2 separate regions of the Mus musculus genome follow, and region 2 is linked to region 1. The links are chromatin contacts, called in public Hi-C maps. All regions are on one chromosome and are shown on one strand. The core of a region is the stretch at or near the end of the contact, and the rest is flanking DNA. Distances in the headings are between cores, read along the strand shown.

Region 1 (5,111 bases), core at 2,053-4,552:
AGTTTTTGACCGTTTGGACACTGTTTTAGGTGGTCTCTTTGCTGTGTCTTACGCATACCTCTTCAGTTCTGTGGGACCTATTGAGACACTCAGACATTTCAAGATAGGCTTCATTCTTTGAGCTCAGTACTCAATTTTTAAAAGTGAGCCACAGGCTAAAGGGTTATAGAAAAGGTCAGAGGTCAACCACGTGAAGATCAGACATTGCTTAAGTCGCACTAGGTCCCTTTGAACTTGACTTCTAGCCTATATGTCACCAATGCATCTACTACTCTCCCATAAGGCTCAGTGTGCTCACCGCAGGCTCCAAGAGCTCCAAGGTTCCCTTGCTGAGCCACCTGCCCCTCTCCACGGCACTAGGGACCATTTCACAGCACTGAGTGTGCAGAGCACCTAGTCCAGTCTGCATAGGGACCTATGGCTGCCAATCATCCTGCACCCTCATCTCACCCAGCTCTGCCAGGTTTGGTCTCTCCCTCCAATGTGAGCTCTACTGGGTCACAGCGAAAGCAGCAGAAGGGACGTTAGCCCTCGTTCCCTCCCTGCTGACAGATCTGTGTTATTCAGCTTTATAAATCTAATTTGTCGAGGTCAAATGAACACATGTTAATGCTTAGACTCCATAGACATATAGTTCTCCTTGGCAGAGTACACAGTTTTGTACCACCAAGGCTGTATCTGCATCCAACGGTTCAGAAATTCCTTGTGGAGTCTTCAGGGAGATGCCAGGGAACCTGCTTAAGGTTCCAAACACAGCTCAGGCTGTGTGCTCAACCTCCACCTCCCAGACATGGAACAAAGCCACTCTGAATACTTACAAACAAAACCATGCAAACCTCAGTTTTCTATAAAACCCGAGAGACCAAGATGTGCGTATGCACCTCATCAGACTCATTTGTGCAACAGATGAGTCCAGCCTTTCATTTTTGGTAGGTCTGGTGCTCTGATATCCGGGGCTTTGCTGATTCTTACAGTGTCTGGGGACACTGCAACAACCGGGTCCCAGGAGATGTATCCACACTATATGTCACCATCTGATAACCCTGAAGACTCAGACCAGGTGTCAGATAACTAGAGATAGCCTCTAAAGTCAGTGAAGTTGGCCAATCCCAAGCTCACCCACCATACCTTGGCTGGCCTATTTTGTGGCAACCACAATCAAGACCCAAGTCCTCCTTTTACTCTACCTCCTGACTGACCCTGCCCTTCCCCAGGAGGCTGTGCATGGCATGGCATCGCCCTTCCTCTTGACATCTATGAGTAATGGTAGCCATATTCTTCTACCCATTGGCTTTGCCACACCCACATTTTCAAACAGTGGGCTTGCACATGTAGTGAACATCTTATAAAGTACAAATCCAAATGACTACATGTAGGGTTTTTGTGACTGTCTCCATTGTCTTTGATAATAGTCATAAAACTGGCAGATGGGACAATTCTGGCTTTCAATCATGATACCACTGAAAATATTAACAACTTAGAAACCATTTTGTGAAAGGTACTATAAATGTATTCATGTAGATCTTTACTATGTATTTGGTATGGACCGGGTTCATGTGTATTAGACACTAACTCGTAGCTGAGAACACCAAGAGCTTCCAGCACCTAGAGACAGAAACTACCCCCAGCCTGTGATTCCTGAAGTTGAACAGTTATTATAGAGTAACAACTAGTTATGGGGCTGTGAGTGGAGGGGAACTCAGAGGACTCCAGCAACACAGAAGTCAGAAGGAAACAAAGAACATTAGCAAACACAGCTGAAGAGTGCAATGCCTTCCTCTGCAGGAATTCTCCCCTGGCCTCTGGCTTCCTCCACCTGCCCAGTTATCTCCTATATTAGCATTTACCATAGAAGTCAGATGTTTGTTTTTAGATAAGGCACTGGTTCCTTCTAGATAATGGGATGTAGTATGTTCCTGACCCAGCAAGGATGGACTCAAGCAAAAGAGACCGCTGGGCTGGGAGACTCTCACATCAGAGGAGAGATCGCCTGGTGGAATTGTCCAGGGAAGGACAGGCTGAGCAAGGAAAGCCTGCTGGTCCAGCTCTTCCCAACTCAGATTAAAAACAGAAGGGAAAAGGATGCCTCACAGATCCGTGTAGTTAGATGAGCCCTCTCAAACTGTTGTAGTCAATAAAGTACAGTAGTGGCTGGGGTGGGGGGAGAGCTACTTTGCAGGCTGAGCATGTATTTGGGTAGAGCACTATAGAGCTGCTGAGTCTAGTGTGGGCCCCACTAGCTGCAAGTACTGGGAGAGATTGATACATGGATAGTCCAAACTGAGAGTCTTGGAGTGTAAAATATACGGAATCATGAAGAGTTAGTACTGAAATGCAAATATAATTCATTAATGGTTCGAAATTAACAATATTTTGAAATTATGTAAAATAAAAACACTCATCATTTTCATTTTGTGTGTGTGTGTGTGTGTGTGTGTTTTGATTTTGTTTGTTTGGAGACAAGATCATAAAATCATTATCTTGAGGCAACACCTCAATCTGCTGTGAGGACAGAAGGAAAGAGCTGGCCCTAACAGCAATGGTGAATTGCTGTGCTAGTCTTGACCCGACTGCCTCTGAAATGTTATGTGAGAAAGGAAAATATCAATTTTAAACAACTGTCAAGAGTTCTATTACTCTGAGCCACAATAGCCCCAATCAAAACAGGCAACAAGGGTCACAGCACAGCCATGATAGTGGCAGGTAGTGGAGTCTGGCATCAGAATCAACTTCGATACAAGAAGAGGAAAAGGGGAGGAGCTTAGTCCTCTCTCTGCACTAGGGATGCTGGGGCAGATGCTCTGACTTCCAACTTGGCCTCCAGTGGAGAAAAGAATGTGGGGGAGACAGATCTTCTTTGGAATCCATGGGCCTCATTACTTGGAGGGAGGAATTACTTTTGTCTTCTTTTAATGGCACGTTCAAAAGCCTTTGTTGATGCTCATAGCATCGTGTCTAGTTGCCTTGCTGAAGAGCCTCTTCGTATTTCTCCCGGGATGTCCTTAGCCAGCCGCAGCAGTCACTAACTGTGGGGAAAACGCCTTAAGTGTTAGAGTGCATAGGCCACAATGGGTCTCCTGGGTTTGTGCCCAGCCTCTTACCAGTCCCGCTCCTCATAGCAGCAGCACTACCCAAACACACCACAGGTTTTAATCCTCCGCTGGGTGAATAGTGGCACAGCTTCTGCTCCTTGTGTTGATAGATTACTGTGGAAATAGCAGAAGCTTCTACAACTCAGCCTCCTGAAACCTGGGCAGCACAGCTCAAGAGAGGAAACATGCGCTCTCCCTGCCACCCTCCCTCTGGTGCTGGCAGCCAGCCAGTACCATTGTCCAACACTCCCTGTGCTGATGGGGGAGCTGTATCCTCAGGTTCAGCAAAGACGATGCTCACAAGAACGGCTTTGCCTGATAAATTGCCCTGCAGCCAGAAGAGCTGGCGCGCTAATTTAGTGCTCGCCTCTCATCAGCTGAAATGTTTTTATTTTTGGAGGGAATAGGCTGAGCTATAATTATTATTGATCTTGGAGACAACAATCAGAGAAGGCTTGCGTGTGTCCTCAATGAGCAGGGCCAAAAATAGATGAGGTGTCCTGTTGTTCTTGGCCAATCCTAGCTTCTTCTTGCCCTCGATTGATCTCATAGCTGACTTGCCACTTAGAGAACCAAATTAAGTTCTACACAGAGAATTTGGGTGTCTTAATCCTCACCCTCCCACACCCCATCAGCATTTAGAGAGAAGCCACTGGGGTCTTGGCCGTATTCTCTTAGAGAAGGCCTCACCTGACTGGCAACAGATGGATGCTAATGGGATATTTATTTACAGAGTAAAATTAAATTGGAGCTGCATCTTAATGCACAATTTACATAATCAGCTTTGTTCTGAACTGATGAGCTGTTCTCAATAGCACTTGGGACCTTTCTGTCACAGCTGTCTCAAAGCAGCAGCCACTGAGAATGGAGATTAAGTAATTTCCAAAGCTAGAAGTCTTGATGATGCTCTATTATCCCATCCTGGTAGACCTCGTAATTTCTCTAGATACTGGCACGGGATCAAAGATTCATGTTAGTTTCTTGCCACAATATGGGATCAAAGGAAAGATGTTTAATTTGCAATGAGAAAGGGTTAGACACACAGGCAGTCTCTACGCCCACCCTCACTTCTGTAAAACGGATTTATAACGCCTCCAGCTCCCCACAACACTCATATTTACTAACGTGCCAGACTGTGTGCTTCGTGAACCTGGAGGATGAATTTCACTGTCGTACCTTGTGTGCATGATTCTGGTTCAGGGAGAAGCAGATCACAGATGAGCTAAGGCCCTACCCTGGAGAGCTGGAAGGAACAGATACTCCAAGAGACAGCAGAATTATCAAGCCTGGATCCTTAATAAACAAGTCGTGTTAAACTGTTACCTTCACACCCCTATACCAGCACAGAGGGCACTAAATGCTTAACACTGTTCATCTTTCCGAATCCACTGGCCAACTCTGTGAAGGCTAGCATTATTTTCTGAGAAAAGTCCTAATAACAGACACTTGCTGAAAATTCAAGTGCTCTAAGTATGCTTTAGACCCAGGTTTCCTGTACCTCTAAGATAACTATGATTGCTCTCCTGTCTTTTGCAGTCCAGAAAATCGAGTTCCAAAGCAATTAAATAAGTATCCCCGAAACTCCTAACTAATTAAATGAGATAGCCAAAACTTAGACTTGGTCTGTCTGGATCCAAAATACAAAGCACTTGCACGCTGGGCCACATGAACCCTCACATGGCAAACACTGTAGGCCACTCTATTAGCAGAAGTCAGGGCCCCTTTATTAACAGAAATAAAGGATGTTCAAAATGAGACCTCCATCCCTTGGAGCTATAATTCCTAACCTTGAGCATCAGGCAAACACTCCAAGTCCTTACAAGGAAAACTGATCTGAATTATTTATTCCTCCTGTCATTTACTCGTCACAAATGGTTCCTTCCAAAGTGTGCTGCAGTTAGAATACAATGGGGAAATCAAAATCCATTTCCCCCTGAGAGCCAGCTCTGTAGAACCGGATCTCAACAAACCTGGGACTTTGTGACAACTGGTTGTCAAGATAAGACTAATTCTAACAGT
Region 2 (4,690 bases), core at 1,451-3,950, 150 kb after region 1:
GTTTCTATTGTAAGAAAGATGTATCATGCCCCAGAGTTCCATTTACATAAACATGCAGAATGCAAGCCAGCTCCTGCTTCTAAATAAGCACTGTAGAAGACTAAAATCTTAAGCCACGGGCTCAAATTAATTCAAGATCAAGAGAATGTCCCCAAGAGCCATGCTGCCTAGGCACTGCAGTGTCCTGACTGTGAAGACCCATAGTCATGGCGGCCTGTTATTAGAATGACACATTGGACAATGTCATTCGATCAAGGGGTCTTTGTTTTTCAAAGATGCCACAGATGTCAATCTCAAATACAAGAAAAATGTTTGAAATCAAGGAGAGAGTAAAAGATTCATCTCCACCACAGGCACTAAACAGGTGGCAGCACACCCTCAATGTATACTGTACACGATGTATACTGTACGCCATGTATACTGTACGCCATGTATACTGTACGCCATGTATATTGTACGCCATGTATACTGTACACCATGTATACTGTACACCATGTATACTGTGCACCATGTATACTGTGCACCATGTATACTGTACACAATGTATACTGTACACGATGTATACTGTACACAGTGTATACTGTACACCATGTATACGGCACACCGTGTATACTGTACACAATGTATACTGTACAGCATGTATACTGTACACCATGTAAACTGTACACAATGTATACGGTACACTGTGTATACTGTACACAATGTATACTGTACACCATGTATACTGTACACCATGTAAACTGTACACGATGTATACTGTACACAATGTATACTGTACACCATGTATACGGCACACGATGTATACTGTACACGATGTATACTGTACACCATGTATACGGTACACTGTGTATACTGTACACGATGTATACTGTACCCGATGTATACTGTATGCGATGTATACTGTACACAATGTATACTGTACACAATGTATACTGTACACAATGTATACTCAAGGGGCCTTTGAATAAACCATCTCCTTCCAAAAAGAACTGATGTGGATTTGTACATCTCCCCAGGAGATAGCACCAGCTACTTCTTAGTTCAACTTTAATAAATTAAGGAACTTATGGCTGAAAATTTTGGAGACAGAATAGCTTCAATCAAAAATTTTATATGGTATTAAAATCTGACTTATAGAAAATTGTAAAATAAAACATACTTCTTACTTTCCTACCCACAAACTAGTCCATCTCTCAAAGATGGTTAACCACCTTATGACTTCTTCACCAAACCGTAGATAAACGTGCTGAATGGACTCTACACGTTACCTGAGAAAGAGGGTTTTATCCCTTTATTCAAAGAAAATATGGACCTAACAGAAAATGGCTTTCTTTCATCATAGAAAGGCTGATTCCAGGTTAGGTGCCTGTAGCTGACAAACTGCATGGGCAAGAGGCAGAGGCCCTCTTTGGGTCTCCCACTTTGAAGCAGCTTCTCCACAGCTAAGACCCTGCTCCTTCCCACTGTCTCAGTGTGCAAATGTGGGTCACAGAATAGCAATGTAACAAATGTTATCATGGTTAATGGTAACTGAAAATGCCAGGACCCAACAGGGATGACATTAGCTGAAATACCCAACAAAGGGGAGAGAGAACCTGTAGACACCATATCCAGAGGTTAGGCACGGCCCCTGGTGGAAAGATGAGGCCACCTACCCATCTCAAAAAATTTAACCCAGAATTGCTCCTGACTAAAGGAAATAAAGGGACAAAGAGTGAAGCAAAGACTAAAGTAAAGGCCATCCAGAGGCTGCCCCAGCTAGGGAATCCACCTCATCCATAGACAACAAACCCAAACACTACTGCTGATGTCAAGAAATGCTTGCTGACAGGAGCCTGGTATAGTTGTCTCCTGAGAGGCTCTGTCAGTGCCTGACAAATACTGATACTGATATTCGCAGCCAACCATCAGACCGAGCACAGGGACTCCGATGGAGGAATTAGAGAAAGGACTGAAGGAGCTAAAGAGGTTTGCAACCCTATAGGAAGAACAACAATATTAACCAAACAGACCCCCCCCCTCCAAGAACTCCTAGGGACTAAGCCATCAACAAAGGAGTACACATGGCTCCAGCTGCATATGTAGCAGAGGATGGCCTTGTCATGCATCAGTGGAAGGAGAGGCCCTTGGTCCTGTGTAGGCTCGATGTCCCAGAGTAGGGGAATGCTATGGCACTGAGTGGGTGGGGGAGCACACTCATAGAAGCAGGGGGTAGGGGCCTGGGACAGGGGTTTGCAGAGAGGAAACTGGGAAGGGGGATAACATTTGAAATGTAAATAAATAAAATAACCAATAAAAAAGTAAAATAAAATATTCCCTTAAAAAAAAAAAGATGCAATTAAAAAACTGTGCCAAAAACAGCCCAAAGGGGTTCTAAATGTCTAAAGCCTAACACTGAAGAAATCCCACGGGCCAAAAGAAACAAAAAGCCTTTAGCATAGAAAATGTGAATGTATGGAGGAGTGACTGGAACATCTCAAGTAGATGTGCAAGTTGAGTCGGGCAGTGGTGCTGCCTGCCAAACCCAACCGACTCCTTCATTCTGACAGTTTTTTTCAAACATGCTAAATTGTCAACAGAGGATGTAACTTGGCAAAAAAAAAAAAAAAAAAAAAAGGAAGAAAGGAGTGGGCCAACATTTCTTCGTGTGCTGGAAATAAGTGCACTCCTTCCGTCACTCTGTGCCTTGGAGCCATGTTCCCATGAAAGCCTGAAGCCAAGGAAAAGCAGGCACACAGAAGTCTGCAGGCGCAAAGCACTGACATGTAAGTCAGGCTTGATTTTTAACTGAGTAAGCTTCCAAAGATCCCCCTCTTCAGAATGCTTGTCTGAGGGAAGCAATGCTGGCTAAGAAAGACCTATCAGCCCCAAGCTGAATCCTGCTTTGACCCACATCTGTTAACCCAAAACAAGCAAGGAACCAAGTCCCAGATGTCACAGGAAGGGGTTCACAGACATAGCCTAATAGCATCCTTGAAGAATAAAACCCCAATACCTGGCTGTGCCCACGGCTGCTGTGAGAGGGTGTACTTGGGGCCTCCCTGGCTGGCCATGGTTTTCAATGCTGATACCTAGTAGAGGAGACAAAAGCAGAGGTTTCACGTCACCAACAGCAAATAAACACGGACTGCTCACAGACACACAACTGTATAAGCCTGTCACTAGGCACACTGGGAACCAGGCACAGTTCTAGCAAGGCTGCATCTACTCTGACAAGCTTTCACCACTAGACATTCTTTTTGACAAAACTTTTTTTTTTTTTTTGAGTTCAAGATATGTGTTATTCTGGGGAGAAAAACAAGTAAAAACAAAACAGTCACAACCACATTGGGCATTCTTCCTGAGACTTTTCAGGACAGGAATCTGAAGAAATTTCACCAAAAATATAAAAATTTTAAAAAAGGTTACTCCTCAAAAGACTGAGTTACTACTGAGTTCATGTCATTAGAAAAGTGTCCATCACAAACGCACAGAGGCTCCTATACACTCTAAAGACTTCCCTTCTTTATAACCACATCACAGGCATAGAAAACACCAAAAACACCACCAAGACAAACAGCGGCCAGGCTAGAGAGGACAGCACGAGACTCAAGTTTTTAATCTAAACAGCTAGGCTGACATATTAAGTCCAGCTTCTGGAGACAGGATGCCCTCTTCTGGACTCCACAGGAATGCACACAATAGGCATATGTTCACACAGACATGCAAACACAAGAGAGACAGACAGACAGACAGACAGACAGACAGACAGACATCCAGTTGGGTATGGTAGACTGCTGCAGAGTCAGCATCCGGGAAGCTAAGGAATAGGGCACAAGAGTTTAAGGCAAGCCTGGGCTACATGGTCAGACCCTATCTCAACAAACAAACAGGGTTTTCAAGTCCCATTACAAGGCAGGCTTGGCTGAACTGTGCTATGGACAGAGACTTGGAAGTCACTTTGTATGCTTCCTCCTTGCACAGCACAGGAAAGAAATACAAATATGTCAGCCTGGCTTTCAGGTAAAACCTTGATGGGCGTAAGCATGAACTACTTCTTAATGGACAGACATGGGGCAGACGTCCAAGCTGTTACAAAAACTGGAGCATCAACTCCAGCTTTCCCACTGGGGAATATTTCAGACAAGAGCCAGGTGACGCCTCATGAGGACGGTCACTGAGGCCTCTCACTCCTCTCTAGCTCCATCTGCTCTGCCTGTACTCCAGAGCCAGTCTAGACCTCTGCTCACGCTGACCACTGCACACCTCATCTCTCCCTCCTCACACTCAACTTCTTCCATGTCTTCATCTGCAGAAGCAACTTTTAAAATCAATTATATATGGCTGAATGTGGGGCACATGCTTTTAATCCTAGCACCCGGGGCAGAAGCAGGTAGATTTCTGTGAGTTCAAGGTCAGCCTGATCTATAGAGCAAGTTCCAGAACCACTGGGCTACACAAAGAAACTCTGTCTAAGAAATAAAATAAAATAAAATAAAATAAAATAAAATAAAATAAAATAAAATAAATAAGGAAGGGGGAGATACAAGCTAGGCAATGGAGGTGAAAGCTTTTAATCCCAGCAATTAGAAGGCAAAGGCAGGCAGATCTCTATGAGTTCAAGGCTAGCCCAGTCTACAGAGAAAAGTTCTAGGATACCCAAAGCTACACAAAGAGACCCTGTCTCAGAAAAAAAAGGGGGGTGCAATGT

The links. Hi-C and Micro-C count contacts between places; a contact is called where the count stands out from the background.
Region 2: a Hi-C map of cortical neurons shows a contact between it and region 1, with 2.5 times the contacts expected there. The contact joins two enhancer-like sites. A contact is called at or near these places in 8 of 484 Hi-C or Micro-C datasets (the N1E-115 cell line, cerebellar granule neurons, cortical neurons and 3 more).

The regions. Positions count from the first base shown.
Region 1 is chr14:75,562,634-75,567,744 of GRCm38.p6, forward strand. No RefSeq gene overlaps it. Among named protein-coding and RNA genes, the nearest start is that of Gm36060, 12 kb to the left of the region's middle. Within about 2 kb of position 3,303, at least 32 of the 459 cell types and tissues checked have an H3K27ac peak or open chromatin away from gene starts, as enhancers often do. A contact at or near this core is called in cortical neurons, where this site is marked.
Region 2 is chr14:75,710,206-75,714,895 of GRCm38.p6, forward strand. Cog3 (component of oligomeric golgi complex 3) reads right to left here. Exons shown (of 23, transcript NM_177381.3): 20 at 2,996-3,071. Among named protein-coding and RNA genes, the nearest start is that of Cog3, 42 kb to the right of the region's middle. Within about 2 kb of position 2,701, at least 6 of the 459 cell types and tissues checked have an H3K27ac peak or open chromatin away from gene starts, as enhancers often do. A contact at or near this core is called in cortical neurons, where this site is marked.